Linked DNA regions of Cricetulus griseus: region 1 is linked to region 2. Evidence: chromatin contacts called from public Micro-C data. All regions are on one chromosome and are shown on one strand. The core of a region is the stretch at or near the end of the contact, and the rest is flanking DNA. Distances in the headings are between cores, read along the strand shown.

Region 1 (2,700 bases), core at 107-2,606, 94 kb before region 2:
TGTGGGAATTAAACTTTACATATCAACTTACAAAATTTAGTGTGGTTGCTGTGAATGCTCCATAGATGGTAATGGGGGGCTAAGCCTTTTTTTGCTGGTGCTTGAACTGAAGTACACAGGACACAGAACTAGCTCTGCAGGTAAATTAAGTTGGGGTTCCTTCTCCCCTCTTCTGGTCTCACAGCTGTTTCCACTGGTGCCCAGGTAGCGGGGTGGACAAACAGACATTAAGGGGCAGCCTGTAGTCTCACAGGGTAGAGGTCAATGTCAGCTTCTCTGCTGCCTTTTACAAAATTCCTTTCTGTTTTTCCTAAACAAGTTACACCAGTAAAACTGATAGCATGGTGTCATTTCCACAGCTTCAAAAATACCCCCTTCTGTCCTAACATAGACAAAAAATTCACAGAATTCTTCGACTACCACACCTCCAAAAGTTACAGTAAGGGCCACAGTCCTCTTGAAAGGTGAATCTCCCTTTGCTTCCAATGCTGGAAGATGGAGCTGGATGCTGCTCTTCCTGATAGCACAGTGATGATCAGCTGGTACCACACCTTGGTTTTCAAGTTCAGCATCCCGGCTAGGATGACCTTTTAGTTCCTGGCTCTCTTTCTGCTTTGCAAAACAGAACTCCATCACCATCCCTCTGCCACCAAGATGACCTCTGAGCTCTCAGAAACAGTGTAGAGAAAGGCAGCTTGATGGCTCCAATGAACGATGTGCCTAGCTCTTCTGTCAAGGTTCTATAATATTTGTAGAACATATATTCCTTCTCCCTACAGCAAAGTTAAAATGCTATAAAACACCTCATCTTTGAAAGTTACCTCTAAATGGGCACTGGAGCCATGATGACATTAGAAAATAAAGCAACTAGCTTAAGATTACACAACGCAGTGTGAATGGAACATAAGCAGTGTGAATCGCCCTTAATCGGCCCTTCTTCTAGCCAGGATCCCGAGATACAGTGATTGGTCCAGATCTAGAGACTTCTACTTTAGGCCAATGACAATACTAATGGTTTTAAAACTCTGGATGGCCATGACATGTGGTGGATCATCTGTCCAGAAGTTAAGTGATAGGAATACAGTGTGCGTGCGTGCGTGTGTGTGTGTGTGTGTGTGTGTGTGTGTGTGTGTACAAAACAAGAAGCAGGCATTTCTGTAATTCTTCCCTCCTGCAGGTCACTCCTGTGGTCCTGTGCTTGGTCCTGTGCCTACACTCCAGAAACACTGTAGTGGGCGCTGGTGTCCTGTGACTAACTACTCAGGTTTTCCTCATGAAAAGTAGCATTGCCATTAGTCTCATGACCCAAACACCCCTGAGACTGTTTCAAAGATGCTAAAGCAAACGTCAAGGAATGGTTTCTCCAGTTACTCATCTGATTGCTAAGCATTTACGCAATTTATGTGGTGAATGAAACATAGCCACCATCTGAGAATGGCAGCTTTCCCTTGTTTCCCTGATGTGTATAGGGCACTTGGAGTGCACAAAAACGTAAGACCACGAATCCAATACAGGCATTCAGTCTGAAATGTTGGCCCAGCTGTTGAAGCTCCAGCTCGCATACATAAGGGTGGACACACTGGTCTCAGATTCCTAAATTCTTCACAATGAAAGAGGAGAGACTTAATCCTTATACAGCAAAGACTCCCTAGTGCTCAGATTGGTTTAAAATTTTGCAGTCACTTCTATTGCTTTGCTTTGGTGTGTAAAATTCACTGTAGTTGCTTTTGGATTTTTCTTTCAGTGACAAATTAATTTAAGTTTACAAGGAAAAGAAATCCCTAGGGGTAGAATTCATCCATTTGAAGAATATGCTGATTTTTAAGAAACTATGATTTCCCTAGAAACCAAAGAGCAGAGTTTAAGGAGGGAAAGAGGACTCGGGTGGGGGGAGTCTTTTTAGGAGAGGGAGATAAAATAACTCACAGAATGTCTCTGGATCAAGAGGCATGACAGGGACAGATGTCCTAGCGTTGAGGACAGAGTACTACACCATGTCCCTTCTGGATCACATCACAGCACCTTGTCTCATCAACCATATGGTTCTGCAGGGGTGACCATGCCCTTTACACCTGAGCCACACCCAGATTCTTGGGGATTGACATTCTCTGCTCCCACAAAGAAAGGCAGGGATGGAAGAGGAAAAGGAGCCCAGCTCTGGTGAACTGTGATCAATGCCTAGAGATTTATAGCAATTCATTCATGGACCAGTTCCTTTTTTTATGAAATATACTTAATTTGTTTATCCATTACACTTAAAAAAAAGCATTATTGAAAGTAGGCTGGTTGATTAAGTTTACAAAAAGTACTTGCCTTATAAGCATGGAAACCTGAGTTCAATCCCTAAGAACCCATTGGTAGGGGGAGGGGTATACTCTTGTAATCTCAGCACTGGGAAGGGAGGCAGAGACAGGTAAATCCCCAGAGGCCTACTGGCCAACAGGTCTAGACTAATTGATGAGTTATAGACTCTGTCTCAAAAAGCAAGATGAAAAGGTAGAGACAGGATTCCCGAGGAATGATAGCCAAGGTTGTGCTTTGTCACACACACACACACACACACACACACACACACACACGCGCGCGCTATATACACACTTTCACAAACCATTCCCTGAGTGGGTACTATGTCCTAGACGGATACTGATGACACACAAATACAATGACTAAAGGCATTCCTGACATGGACAAATGGTTGCA
Region 2 (2,700 bases), core at 188-2,687:
CCAAAATGAGCAACTCATAACCACTCTAGCTCCAGGGCTCTGTATACATGTGGTACACATACAGACAAGCAATAGATAGATAGATTATATATGCAGAATATATATATATATATATATATACATATATGCAGAAATAAAAACAAATGAAGAGAATTTCAAAAACAAACAAACAAAACAAAACAGAACCTATAACCTATGAGATTCCTTTCAGAAATTCCCCAAAAGGAAGGCTATACCTTTGAAAAGATGGATGTGAGGGCTCAGCAGGTAAGCCTTATTGAGCAAGCCTAAGAGCCCACATTCTCTTTCTGAAACTCAGGTAAACATGGAAGGAAAGCCACCAAGTAGTCACCTCACTTCCATACACACGCACTGTAGCACAGGTGTACATGCATACACACACATACACACACACACACACACACACACACACACACACACACACACACAATAAAAATAAATACAGTTTTAAAAAATGAACACAAATGTTACAAATATTTGCTTTATGATTTTCAAGCTCATGATTTTTTTTAAGCAACTAAGTGATAGATTCTTAGAAAACATCAACCTGGTGGGTACATCGAGGTCTACTCAACCAGCCACATTTGGGTAGACTAGACTTCCACACAGGGAAGGGTAACAAACAGATCTCACTTATGTTCAGAATGATGAACCATTAACTGACGTAGCCACACAGCCACCAATATTTCTATCATAGGTTGGCACAGTTGAGGTCAGACCAGTGGGTTAAAAGCAGCAGCACCCTCAAGGGCATGGAGTTGAAGACAATTTGTGGAATCCAGGTACCACATCCTCAGAGCCTCCAAACAGACATCTTTAAAAGGAGGGCTGATAAGAGTTGCCTGAAAGACGACTTCTAGGGGTGAAGACCAATTAGGACATAAGCAAGCCTCCAGGGCAACTCAGAGGAGGGAAGATTCATTCTAGGTAACGATAGAAAATAACTCGAAAACATAAGGCTGTAAAAAACTGTCCTTCAACTGGTTAAATCTGCCAAGTGCACACAACCCAATTTTACGTTTTCTTACAAAAGCAGTATTTGTCAGGTGCAAGGGCTTTGCATTTGGTCTGTTCTTTGTAGTCTCCTGGGATCTGATTGTGACTTTATAAATAAAAAGGCCAAAGCGAGTTGTCCCCTGTAGTCAATGTCCAGAAGGCTGCTCACACTGTGTCCTACGGCCTGTTTTGAGAGGAGTCTTTACATTCTATCACCATTTCCCAAGTCTCCCGAGGTCCCCAACCCCTGCTGTTGACATCTTCCTCGAGTGTCCAGAGCAGCAGACTGTCTCATTAACAGTCTCATTAACTATCTTAGTCCTTCCAATGTGCAAAGAGTTTGGTGAGGGCTTTGTAGCCCTCCATCTCCTCGCCTGAATCATTCCCTGCTGAATCATCATTCGTCATTCATCACCCAAATAAAAAGACATCGCCCTGCTAGCCCAGCCCAGGAAACAAATTATTTGATGTGGTTAATTAAGAGTGTGAAGACCTGTGTAAACTTCAGGAGGAGGGAGAGTGCTGGAAGGAAAATCTATGACTGGTTTCTCTGCTTATTGGCAAGCCATTTCCCAAAACATTGGTCTTGATATAAGAAGATGCACGTAGAATTTGAATTTCATTTGTCCCCACCCTGCCTATAGGAAGACGTGTTCCTCACACTGGCTTTTTTGTAGGTGCAGGTAAACAGAAATGGAATTTGCAATGCCTGCCATTACCTCAGAAGAAAAACCGAGAAGTCCATAAAAATGACCCTGCAGAACTGGGTCAGAGAGGGGCCTGTGGAGAGGGTATGCTTAAGGTTCATCTTAGGATTATGTTGGTATCTGCTGATTTTCAGATAGCATTATCTTTTGTAGAAAAAAACTGCCATATTTAGCTTGACTTGGATAATTGTTAGTGGACAAATTGGCCAGTGAAAACAAATAAATTACAAACCATAGTTCAGAGTGCCAGGGGATGGGGTTGGCTTCCCCCTAAGAGCTTATGGCAATGGAGTGACCAGTTCTAAAGATGTTTTGCTGGAGGCCTAGCTACCAGCTAGTTTCCAAGTGGTCACGTAGAAAAAGCCAACAGCTTTGTTCATCAGAAAAACAGTTCTTCCATAAGGACAGCAATCACACAACACTCTCTTCTTTCACTGCCAAATGAATTGTGCTTGGTAATCTCAAAGTGCATCAGTTATAGAGACAGGGACGATGCCTCTGATGCTGCCCAGAGTGAGGCTGCCCACTACCAGCCATCTATTGGAAGAATGTCAATCTCAGGAGCTGAGTTCATCTGAGGACATTCCATTTTGCCTTGTTGGTTACTTTTACATGCACCAAGCAAGGATTTCCCTTGCCCTCTAAACACAGATGACTCTGTATACAGTGAAGAGTTTTATTGGCTACTGTCTTTCACTTTGTCTTTCCGAAATCCACAAAGTTCTCCATGTCTAATCTTAGAATCCCACCTGCCATGCAAGATGCTATGTTGCATTAGGAAGTTCTGCTTCAGACATGAGTGTGTTCACCATCAGACACATTTTCTGAGACTCGGGACAAGAAATACTAAATGCATGGGGTTTTCAGAAAATGAATGAATTAACCACTTTAGGCATCTTTCATCTCCTCTCCAGAATCTGAACCTAATTTATGCTGTCTTATTCCATCACTATTCATATCCAACCCTACATAGTAG

Evidence for each region. Hi-C and Micro-C count contacts between places; a contact is called where the count stands out from the background.
Region 1: a Micro-C map of the CHO-K1 cell line shows a contact between it and region 2, with 3 times the contacts expected there. The contact joins two enhancer-like sites. A contact is called at or near these places in 2 of 8 Hi-C or Micro-C datasets (both in the CHO-K1 cell line).

What each region holds. Positions count from the first base shown.
Region 1 is chr5:24,494,992-24,497,691 of CriGri-PICRH-1.0, reverse strand. All of the region lies in intron 2 of Pbx1 (pre-B-cell leukemia transcription factor 1), which reads right to left. Among named protein-coding and RNA genes, the nearest start is that of Pbx1, 210 kb to the right of the region's middle. Within about 2 kb of position 1,356, at least 2 of the 6 cell types and tissues checked have open chromatin away from gene starts, as enhancers often do. A contact at or near this core is called in the CHO-K1 cell line, where this site is marked.
Region 2 is chr5:24,401,493-24,404,192 of CriGri-PICRH-1.0, reverse strand. The region is part of intron 2 of Pbx1 (pre-B-cell leukemia transcription factor 1); the gene reads right to left. Among named protein-coding and RNA genes, the nearest start is that of Pbx1, 110 kb to the right of the region's middle. Within about 2 kb of position 1,437, at least 1 of the 6 cell types and tissues checked has open chromatin away from gene starts, as enhancers often do. A contact at or near this core is called in the CHO-K1 cell line, where this site is marked.